Linked DNA regions of Mus musculus: all the other regions are linked to region 3. The links are chromatin contacts, called in public Hi-C and HiChIP or PLAC-seq maps. All regions are on one chromosome and are shown on one strand. Each heading gives the region's core, a stretch centred on a gene start, on an enhancer-like site or on the middle of the called end of the contact. The rest is flanking DNA. Distances are from core to core; before and after follow the strand shown.

Region 1 (3,748 bases), core at 1,048-3,547, 810 kb after region 3:
TTAAACCAGCCTCAGTTAGAGGGTAAGACCCTGTCTCAAAAGGATAGTGACCATGATGACGGGCAGAAGAAACAGGATTTCCCACATAGTGCTGGATTTGCCTCCCAAGTTTCCCCATGGTGCAGGAATTAAAGCCAAGAGCCAGCCAGCACCAGAGTTTCCAGGAGTCACCAGCAGATGGAACCAGTCACTACCACACAGGGCTGAGGGAACCAGCACACCACACCCCCAAGATGTACCAGCAACCAATCCAGCTCCAGTCTAGACAGAAACAGGTGACTCAATAGTGTATGTGGCAGAGGCCCTCTCTCTCCTGTGGGAAAGCTGACGGGTGATTTCTACCCGAGATGAAGGAAGAGACAATCCAAACTCAGAAGCCCAGAGCATCCTCAGAGGTCTGGAAGATTGAGATGCAGCCCCAAGTGATTTCTACTCCACTGCCCAACTGGAGGGAAAGAAAGCAGAGCCCTTGATGCTCCTGGCTGGGATCTGGAGCTATGCCTGACGTAGACACTGATTTAATAACCTTTTTTATTTTATGTTACCAGAGTTTGAAGCTAGAACCTTACACATACAAAGCAAGAACATCTGAAACAAAATAGTGTGTGGGTGGGTATGCATGTCCATGTGTGCATGCGTGTGTGCACAGGTTCGTGCACCTTAGTGTGTTAATACAGGTACCCTCGTACCACAGTGCACGTGTGAAGGTCAGAGGACAAACTCAGGTCAGACCTTGCCTTCTGCCTTGTCTGAGACAGAATCTCTTTTTTGCTCCAGACTCTCTGGTCCACAAGCTTCCAAGGATTGTCCTATCTCCACCTCCCATCAGCCATTGCACACCAACGGTCTCAGGATGCGGAGGAGCTGGGGGACAGAGTCCTGGGTGGTGGTGAGCATGGCAGGGATGAATGACCTGGGGGGGAGAGCTCATTCATTGAAATAGAAAGTCTGGCTTATATAGCTTGAGAAAGGGAGGTGCCGCTTGCAGGGGCAAGGGCCTTCCAAGCGTACCAGCTAGATTAGCAGATTGTAGATCACGTGGTTTCTGAGAAGCCAGTTCTCTGGCAGGGAAACAGAAGCCTAACTGGCTTTATCATGATGTGGCCTTTGTCTCTACGGAATTGAGTAGGCCCAAGTCTGATCTAGGTAGGGAGTGACCCCACTCCTGCAGTGCTCTCTGAGACACGTCCCAATTATGGGCAATGCTACACCATCCCATATCTGGCTTGGGAACCCATCACTGTGTCCCTTTTTACATGGACTCTGAGAGGTTCTGGGAGAACTCAAACATGGGTCCTCATATTTGTGTAAGAAGAACTTTTACCCACTGAGTCTTCTCCTCAGCTCCTAAGCAAGCATTCTTGCATTGAAATCGCTACTCATCGGAAGCCTAGAGGTTCTGAAAGTGGGAAGGCCACTGATTTGCAACCAGAAGCAACAGACATGCCTACTAAAACATGCCTGGGCAGAAGACAGGACGCCCTTCCCATATGATCTGCGGTCTCTCACATAGTTGTTGCAGAACATCCAGAAGACCCTGTGACTTCATGTGGTGATGCTCGGAAGTCAGCAGAGTGACCAGAGCCCAGCTTTACCTGGAAGCTTTTAAATTAAGAGTTGGCTACACATAGCAGAGATGGCGTCCCCGGGAGCCTCTATTACTAGTGATGTTAAACGTGCAGCTAATGGGTAAGGAGAGGAAGGGGTGGTCCTGGCTTGGGAAGAAAGCTCTGTAAAACTCCAGCAGAGCCATACCGAACTAGGAAGGAGTAAAGGACAGTTGCTCCTTCCTGTAAGTCATGTAAAGAAGTCAACCATTCCTCACCCCCCCACACTCTGCCCAGAGGCACTTAGGCCTCAAAAAGAAGGGTGACAGGGTGCCTCCAAAGCAAACCCCATTTTTCAACCACTGCTCCAAACAGCTGTGGACCAACTCCAGCATTTGTTAAAAGGGAAGGAGAAAAGCTTGAATTAAAAATTGTAATGCCATCTTTAAGATAAAAGACTGTGTCTTCATTAACATAATAAGACCACTGTGGTGGGTGAAAGTGGCTGAGAAGATATGGACATGCACAGATGGTGAAGGGAGCTGCTTCTCAGCGGGAGAGAGACCTGTACCATACACATCGAGTGCAGGCAGCAGCCACTGGAATAACAAAACTGCTTTGTGTTCATGTCTCAAGGAGTCAACACAACCCAGTAAATCAAACCCAATCACATATATGTGAGAAGTATAGGGCCTTGGAGACCTGTGTCCCTACCATGGCCAACACCCTGGTGACGAATAATGACTCACACAAAATACATACCTGGCTTAGCCAACCACGCGTTGTCCTGCTTCGCAGAGTACACAAGGCAGGATACTCTGTCCTAGGCTTTTAGGGAGGCACTTAACAAAGGGAACATGGCAGTCTCTCCTTAGGAAGATCCCTGGTGGGATGTGCGGTGGGATGTGCTGACAGATAGCTGTAAGAGATGCAGTTTGGCCATTCTTTCTCTGGTATATTCTAGAAAATAATAACCTCATCTCACAGGAACAGGAGCTGGGTAGACCCATCTGGGAGGGTCAAAAGCCAAGGAGGTCCTGAGTCTCCAAGCTGAGATCATGAGATGAACAAGTCAGGGCACACCACAGGTCCTGGGACACATCCAGAAGATGGGGGAAATAACACTGGTGCCTGGGAGGAAATGAGGCTTTAAATGAGCAGGGTGGGAACTGGTTCAGAGAACACGATGTTGGCCTGGTTTATTTCCACCTAGCAAAGAAGAACACTGACTGGTGTCTGCACTGTGACAGAGAATGTGCTAAGCCGGGTTTGTCCTTTTGGGTTTTTTTTTTTTTTTTTTTTTTTTTTTTTTGTTTTGGAGACAGCATCTCACTCTGTAGCCCAGCCTGATCTCCCACTCCTGACCCTCCTGCTTCAGCCTCCCAGCGCCCGGTATGAGTCACCACACCCAACATCACCCTTGTCCTATCTTCCCATCACCCTGTAGGGAAATATTTTCTCCACTTTACAGACAGGGAAAGTGAGGCAGAAAAGTCACCTGAAGTCCACTGCTGCTGGAATTTGAACCTCAGGTCTGTCCTTAGGGCAGACTTGACGATTCTACACTCATGTGATATCAAAACACTGACGGTTTGCTCCAAATCCATTGGGTTTTGCTTCATAGGAGGCTACCTCAGCTTTAGGGAATTCTTTTACAGGTGCCCCCCCCCCCCCCCACCAGTGGCTGAGCCACTGGACCAGCAAGGGCCTCCTCCGGACTGCATCACCCACTGAAAGCCAACCTGCTACCTCAGCTTCCTTCCCTCCTAGGACTGTCAAGCCCCTGTGTACACCTAAGTCTGTCTCACTCAGCACCTGGCTCAGAGTCCTCAGCTAGAAACGCACACGCATGCACACAGACATGCACATGGACACACGGACACAAATCTAGCCCCCAAATCCTCTCTCTGACATTTCTTCCTCCTCACTAGTCTTTGGGTAGTGCAGAGACTGTGTGCTCTAGCTTCATTTGGTCCAAAGCCTCTAAACTAGAAAGAATTCGGGCAAGTCCCAAAGAGTAACTTAACCTCTGTGATTAGATGCTAATGCTCAAAGACAGTAGCTAATGAGCCTGTGGACACCAAGGGCAGAGTGTTACAGGTTGAAAGGGAAACGTCACCTGTATGTTCATGTGTTTGAACACTTGGTTTCCAGCCAGTGGTGCTATTCTGAAAAGCTGCAGGAATTCTCTGAGGCAGAGA
Region 2 (3,800 bases), core at 497-2,996, 930 kb after region 3:
TCAAGCCAGATGTTATTGTTAGTTTTGTTTCTATCTATCTATCTATCTATCTATCTATCTATCTATCTATCTACCTACCTACCTATCATTTGTCTATCTATCCAGAGTGTGTGTGTGTCCCTGTGCCATGATATACATGTGGCAGTCAAAGGACAACTTTTGAGAGTCACTTTCTTCTACCATATGGCTTGGTAGTAGACATCTTTGCCTGCTGAGCAATCTCACCAACTTGCTCATTTCAAATAAATAAATAGATTTCTTCTATTTCCTCCTAATGTCCTCATTATTTTTTAGGCTCCATTCTGGAAATACTATCCCTAGCATATTACAAAAAGAAACAAATAAGGAAATTATTTTCAGCAGGATGTAATGATGCATATCAATAACCCCAGCCTGTGGTGGACTGAGGTGGAAGGGTTGAGAGTTCAAGGCCAGCCTGGATTGCACAGCAAGAACCTGTCTCGAAAATAAATAAATAAATAGATAGATAGATAGATAGATAGATAGATAGATAGATAGATAGATAAATTCCTCGGATGGATTTGTCCGATATTTTTCTCCTGGTTTCTCATGACACTGGGATTACAAAAAGGGGTCCCAGAGGAAGGAATCCTGACCCTATCATTCCCGTGGTTTTGCCTTTTGTCAGAAATGCAGTCGGAGCCACAGCTTCTCAGGTCCACTTCTCTCTGCTAGTGATATACAGGGGAAGCTCCTCCAGGCCTCATAGCTCATTTTATCACTAAAAACATTCCATTCTCTGTATGCACAGCTCACGTCTCCATTCATCTCTGAAGGGCATGTCAGTTGCTCCCCCATCCTGACAGTTATGGAGAGAGTAGCTATCAGCCTCTGTGTGCAGGATTTTATGTGGCCATCCCAGTGAATGGGTGCAATTATTTCGTTACGCGGTAAGAGTATATAGCATTTCCTATGACATCCCTGAGCTGCCTTCCCAACTCACTGGGCCATTTTACCATTTCTCTAGCAACAAATGTGGTCCTGTTGCTCTGTAGCAACAAGAGACTTAAGTGTTATTTTTGTCATTGGGGCAAAAACTATTGCCCTGACTCCAATAATGTTGAGCCTGATGCCCCGGCTAAAGTATTTGTCAGGTTTCTCCCATGGTAAATTCCATTTCCCTTCCCCACACCATAGCTGTGTTGTGTGTGTTAGGAAGATGTCAGAATGTGCAGCGCACACTTAAGGATTAGAATCATACTTCGTGTCGCTGAGTGTGCAGTGTCTACATAAGTTTCTTGGAAGTCTTCCTACATGGGAGACTTGTCCTTTCCCCATTTATTTATTTGTTCAGTTGTTTATTTATATTAGTTCAGACTCGTGGATATTTGTTTTATTCTTTGGATTACTATCAAGAAATGTTTTTATGTTGTTGCTCATGGCCTCCTCGGCTGGCCATCAGGGACTTTATCAGTTGGTCCCTGTGTTTCTGTTACTCCAGTGACCGTGAGTGACAGTAATTCACCTAAACAAAAGAAGCCCTCTGGAGGAACCTCGGTAATATTTGTGTTTCTAAGATCAAAAAGTCTGAGGACGTCCAGGGATTCCTTACCCATGCTGGTTTCAGGTACGTTTGGTTCTAGGCGCTGCGGTCCTGGTGGAATCCCTGAACGTCACACTCTTCCACTCTTGGAAATATCTCCCTTCTCTGTGTCCAGACCTATCTGAAACCCAGGGATCCCCAAAATGAAACTCGGCCCTCTGTCTTTCCAGAAAACGCCACGGCGGGGCGCCCTGCGCACGGGGTGCATTCCAGCCGGCCGCGAGCGTTGCAAAGGACTGGGCGTCTGGGCTCGCTCAGTCGGGTCCCCGCGGAGCCCCGGCCTCGCCCGACCCCGGCGACCTGCCTCACCCCTGGGTCTGCGGCGTCTCTCTGGGCCACGTCCGTGCGTTGTGACGCCTAGAACAGAGGGATGGCGGCGAGAGTGGTCCGCGGGCTCCACTCCCCTGGACGCCCTCCCGCCCTCCGCCGACCATTCCCACAGAGAGCAACCGGGCCTTCCCGGCCCAGACGCCGCCCTTCTCTCGCTTTCCTCGGTCCGGCTTTCTCGGCAGGGCAGACCCTTAGCCAGCGAACTAAAAGCCAGCGATAAACAGCTGCAGCTGGAGACCTGGCTAATTGATACAATAAGTTCTGTAATTGCCTCGAAAATAAGGTAATGATTTGGCAGAGGGAATGCTTTGATCTTATCAGCCCAGAGAGATCTCTCCAAGGAAAATTCAGGGACTTGGTTGGAGGCTTCCAATTTGAAGTGCAATGCCGAGGGCCAGCCTGATCCCCACCCCACCCCTCCCCCACGTTCCCTATGTCCTTCTGCAAGTTCTGGGCTTTTCAAGAAGGGATTGCCAAGTCCTAAAATGACCGAAAAGTACACACAATTAGGCCGTGAGATATGCGTTGAAGAGGGGTAGATTCTGGACTGTTCGGGAACAGGGGAATAGCTGAAATGCATAATCCAGTTCTGGAAAGCCTGCAGAAGAGACTGGAATGGAGGTGGGAGGCAAGCTTGGCTCAAACCTCAGCCTTTTTTTTTTTTTTTTTTTTTAAACACAGGGAGGCTTGCTGACTTGGCCTTTACTCGAAGGAGGGGGTCCAGAGGAGAGAACCTTGTGTGCCCTGCCTTTCCAAGAACACACACACACACACACACACACACACACACACACACACATACACACACACAAATACGCACACACACACACACACACACACACACACACACACACACACACACGGCACTGTGGGTGTCCTTGCCTGGCAGAGGCTCCAGCACAAAGAGGATTAGAGAGATGAGCTAATCTGGTTTGTATCCCAGACATGGCCCCAGAAAGGGACCCTGTCTACACTGATGTTTAAGGGAGTGGAGTAGTGACGAATCTTGCTTTGAGGGCCTTGCTGGCTGACACTAACAGGGACTCTCCCCATTGGCGTCCTTAAGACGCTCGAGTCCAGGCTTCAGGGTCAAATTTAGAAGCAGAGGCAGAGGCCTTGGGCATAACAGGATGGCGTATGCTAAAGGAAGAAGAGATAAAGACAGAGGACGTTCCACAGCAGAAAGTTGCTCTCCATCCTCTCCATCTACTCTAGTCCCAGTGTGGGGAAACTGAGGCCCAACGTGGGGAAGTGACTTACAGTATTGTAAATAGTGCCTAAGTTCTGCATTGAGTTGAAGGTAGGAAGCATTTTGTTTTTAAATCTTTTCTGGCCCTTGTACTGCAGGAGCTGAGGGTAGAATAAAGTCATGCACCAGAGAACGTATAGAGGCAGGTCCTGGAGAGAGTCAGAAAGCCAGACACCGAGAAACAGATGGAGACGAGAGAGAAAAGAAAGAAGAACATGGGTCACAACTGTGCATCCCTCTCTCTCCCTTTCTCCCTCTGTCTCTGTCTCTGTCTGTCTGTCTGTCTGTCTGTCTGTCTGTCTCTCCCCTCTCTCTGAAGAGAAGGGGGCAAGGGAGAGACCGACAGAGGAATAGGGAGACAGAGACAGACAGAAGGCCAACCAGGAGATAGCCAAGTGGCAGAACTGAGAAAGAGGGGCAGACAAATATCTAGACAGAAATAAAAGCCAGACCAGTGAGACCAGGAAACAAAGCTAGAAAGCGGGCTAGGGCTAGACACGGAATCACAAGCTTGAGAGAATGGTACCCCAGAGAGGAGATGGGGAGAAAGCCTGAGAGCTGAGGAAGGTCATGTGAGAGGGGGTGACAGTGGGTCTGCGGATTTGGGCTCACTGGGAGCAATCTAACATCCGGATCAGCCTGGGGCCTAGAACAGAC
Region 3 (3,659 bases), core at 647-3,146:
TGAGAATTCTACATCTAGATCAGCAGGCAGCAGGAAGAGACCATAAGCCACTAAACCTGGCTTGAGCTTCTGAGACAGTGACAGTTCCTCCAACAAGGCCACACCTCCTAATACTGCAACTCCCCTATGAACCTAAGGGAGCCATTTTTATTCAAACCATCACAAGTTGCCATTGCTCTTGTTTGTTTGTTTGTTTTAAAGATTTATTTATTATTATATGTAAGTACACTGTGTTTTTGTCTTCAGACACACCAGAAGAGGGCACTGGATCCCATTATAGATGGTTGTGAGCCACCATGTGGTTGCTGGGAATAGAACTGAGGACCTCTGGTAGAGGAGTCAGTGCTCTTAGCCGCTGAGCCATCTCTCCAGTCCGTGGCAAATGCTCTTAACCACTGAGTCAAATCTCCAGCCCTGGCTCCTGGTATCTTAGTTGTCATGCTCTGTTCTTTTATTATGAGCACATGCTTTTGGGAAGACTGCAAGTCACAAATAACGAGCACATAGAAGGAACTTTGGTGTTGCTTCCCATTCACCCATAGGGATTTGTGTAATTCTAAAAATAAAATACCCAGCCAGATGCATGCTTGGAATCCCAGAAGTTGGGAGGCTGAGGCAGCTTGATCTCTGTGAATTCAAAGCCAGAGCAGACTGCCAAGGTTACAAAGTGAGACCCTGTCTCTAGAAACAAGAAACAAAACATGGCAAAGCTGTCATTTTAATTGAGTATCTTGGAGAGGACTCAATAACAGAGCTTGGGGCACTGATGCCCAGAAGTATCCGGGATGGTGCCACCCACGGCACAGGCAGAACCCACTTACCATTGTATGTACAATCAACTCCCAAGAAGGATCAAAGGCGCTGGTGGGCAGCCAGTGGCCCCTCCCTCACTATGGATTCCATTTCAGCTTATGCTATCCTCTCTTTGAGCACTTTTATGCTACTTTGGAGTTAAATTGTTTCTCCCACTTCCTATTCAACTTTGGACCTCCAGGAGCCTCTTATAACACCTGGCAACATGGGAGACCTGTTTTATGTTGGAGCTGAATGCATATATTATTCCCAGGTCTGTCCCCACCCTACCCCCACACACATCCCACCCCAGCCCAAGAGGGTGCTAACCATGTCACTGTGTTGGGCAGAAGCTGAGAGGAACGAGAGGGTCCATTTTTTGTTTCTTTGTTGCATCTTTTCCCTGCAGTCTTTTGGGGTTATGTTACTCAGTCTGGTTAAGAGGCCCTTAGAGAGAATGCCTTACAAGACAGTTTGTGGCTTCTCTATGCTTGTTTACCACCACACGTCCATTCTCTCTTCAGTGTGATTTGTCTAATCTGATGCCATGGGCACCCTGTTTTCTGTGTTCCATGATCAGAGCTCTGTCATTTGTTCTTGGCCCTGTTCTTCTTGCTTTTTCTGTAGGGCTTAGAACTGTTCCTGGTGTTACACTCATCACTTTTCTTGTCCCAAATCAACATTCACAGTGAGATTTTAGAGCACAAGTGTGCTAGAAGTGGAATTGAACATGAGAGGAAACTGGTGCCCAAAGTGACTGGTTTGAGGTCAAAACCGGCTAGCCAGAACATTTAGCTCCTTGTTTATTCTGGTGCCCACCTCGCTGAGCCCACAGATGAACACCCTAGGACCACCCAACCAGACAGTGATCCACTGCATGTATGTGTCATGGCCAGTCTCCCTGCCCTGTCCATCCAGGTTGATGTGCCAGCCAGTCATATCACCTCTTACTGGAAGTTACCTTCCAGACCTTCAGCACTCAAACCTGTGCCAGAGTTCTCTGCCTCGGTGAGATTCCCGCATCGAACCACCTCCTGTCCCACTCCATGTACACACAGGGCTTCTGCCTCCAGGTGTCAGGCCTGTCCCACTGCATTTATGCCCTGAGGCCCAGCCCCGGGGAAGAAATCAAAATGGGCTGGCTGCCAGCGAGTGACTCAGACGTTGAACATGCCACGTCCTTCTTGCTTTGTGAGCTTTGTTTCTAAGCGGATAACCTTGGCCACATTGCCCAATCTCCCATGTCTTTAATTCCTCTTTGGTGAAGGAGGAAGATTATTCTTTGGGACCTGAAAGAAGTAAAAAACACCCAACATCTGGGGCAGGGTCTGGACCACTCTTAGAGTCCTGCACCCATGCTCTTCCTGTGGGCCTCATGGGCACCGGGCCAGTGACTCCTCATGAGGTGCTTGCTGGTTACTGAACCAACAGGAAGCGTCTCTATACCCACAGACCCTCTGTGAACCGTGAACTGCAGGCTGGCTGTGCCCCTGAGGTTGGAATGGTCTAGATGTGGCTTTCCTTGGCACCTTTCTCTCGTCTTTTGTTGAAGAAGCTTTTTGCTCCAAATCCTCTGTTGGTTTTCTGAGCTTCAGAAACTGGACTCACCCGAAGGCGATGGCAGGACGGCGATGACGTCTTCTCCTATCTTCTCTACTTGCCAGGAAGTGAGTGGCTTGACCGCATGAAGAAGCTTGTGCCAGGGTTCAGCTATGAGACCGCCCCCCTTCGTGAGCCCAGGCAGAGGCCAGCCTGGGGGGTCTGACTGCAGGCAGTTCCTAGACAGGCAGGATGGAGCACCCGCAGCCACAGGGGCCTCTCCGTTGCTGCAGGTGAAGCCTGGCTATCTCAAGAGCCCGCCCTATTCAGAACCATAACCACAGTTTCTGTGTCTTACCTGTCACTCATTCTGGAGGGCGTGGCAGAGCACTTGGCACTTTTCAAGGCTATAAAAAGGCCACCTTCTGGGCAGGGTGTGAAGGTTGATGAATATTATGGTCACCTCCTGCCAAAACAGCTGCTTGACAGACATGAAACGCACGGCACACAATTTACGATTTAATGCGCAGCCTATTCATTTGTGTCTGCACTTGATCCTGAATACCAAACACTTTCTAACCTTTCATTAACCTTGGAATAGATCCTGACTGTGAAGGGCCAAGGAACCAGAATGACTCTCCAGTCATTCCCGGGCCTCCAGGAGAATGGCTCTTTCTGACCTGAACCCTCCAGGATGACTCAACTGACCCACTCTGGGCCCTGCCAGATGGAAGCCAGATAGATGTTGTTTTGGTGGCCCCGGCTGCAGCAGAGGCCAGCAGAAGTCTAGGTCACTGCAGATGGTCCAGTCTCTGGTCCTTTCCAGCCCCCACCCCATCTCTATCTAGTTCCCATGACTGGGGCCTTTTGTGTCATCCTGAGGTTGGCACTCTCTCACTTCCCGACAAGAATGCTGGCTGTTGTTTCTGAGCAAATGGAACGAATGACCAAAGAGAACCCCAAGCAATCTGCAAACTGGAAACATCTGCAGGAGGCGAGGGCAGCTGCTGGCTGGGTGGGGCTCCAAGGAACTGCCGGAAGGTCAGCCTAAGGGAAGGTTGCTCCAGAAACCTAAGTCCAAGCAGGGGGCGTGTCCTTCTGGGAGAGGGAAAGTCAGTTTTCTTTAAGGGCATGGCCCCTGGAAGGTCAATCACACTACTGTGGGTGGATCCACACCCACTAATATATGGACATCGAGAACGGGTTATAAAAATAATTTTTTAAAGGACATGAAGTTAGGAGGGGTTGGGGGTGGGCGTATTCTTGGGAGGAGTTAGGGGAGGAGTAGGGAGTGAACATGATCAAATATGTTGTGTGTAAGGGTGTGT

The links. A called contact is a pair of places that touch in the nucleus more often than the background predicts. HiChIP or PLAC-seq counts read pairs in DNA pulled down with a chosen protein or histone mark.
Region 1: a contact with region 3 is called in a Hi-C map of pancreatic cancer cells, with 5 times the contacts expected there. The contact joins two enhancer-like sites. A contact is called at or near these places in 1 of 39 promoter capture datasets (hippocampal neurons), 1 of 15 datasets of contacts at CTCF or cohesin (embryonic stem cells), 21 of 484 Hi-C or Micro-C datasets (the N1E-115 cell line, adipose-derived mesenchymal stem cells, cardiomyocytes and 14 more), 5 of 115 datasets of contacts at active chromatin or transcription factors (T-cell acute lymphoblastic leukemia, cardiomyocytes, embryonic basal ganglia and 2 more) and 1 of 9 other capture datasets (embryonic stem cells).
Region 2: an HNF4G HiChIP or PLAC-seq map of pancreatic cancer cells shows a contact between it and region 3. The contact joins two enhancer-like sites. A contact is called at or near these places in 1 of 39 promoter capture datasets (hippocampal neurons) and 1 of 115 datasets of contacts at active chromatin or transcription factors (pancreatic cancer cells).

The regions. Positions count from the first base shown.
Region 1 is chr3:105,087,635-105,091,382 of GRCm38.p6, reverse strand. No RefSeq gene overlaps it. Among named protein-coding and RNA genes, the nearest start is that of Gm40118, 18 kb to the left of the region's middle. Within about 2 kb of position 2,297, at least 15 of the 459 cell types and tissues checked have an H3K27ac peak or open chromatin away from gene starts, as enhancers often do. A contact at or near this core is called in pancreatic cancer cells, where this site is marked.
Region 2 is chr3:104,966,122-104,969,921 of GRCm38.p6, reverse strand. No RefSeq gene overlaps it. Among named protein-coding and RNA genes, the nearest start is that of Wnt2b, 6.3 kb to the right of the region's middle. Within about 2 kb of position 1,746, at least 231 of the 459 cell types and tissues checked have an H3K27ac peak or open chromatin away from gene starts, as enhancers often do. A contact at or near this core is called in pancreatic cancer cells, where this site is marked.
Region 3 is chr3:105,893,733-105,897,391 of GRCm38.p6, reverse strand. All of the region lies in intron 1 of Tmigd3 (transmembrane and immunoglobulin domain containing 3), which reads right to left. Among named protein-coding and RNA genes, the nearest start is that of Adora3, 8.9 kb to the left of the region's middle. Within about 2 kb of position 1,896, at least 231 of the 459 cell types and tissues checked have an H3K27ac peak or open chromatin away from gene starts, as enhancers often do. A contact at or near this core is called in pancreatic cancer cells, where this site is marked.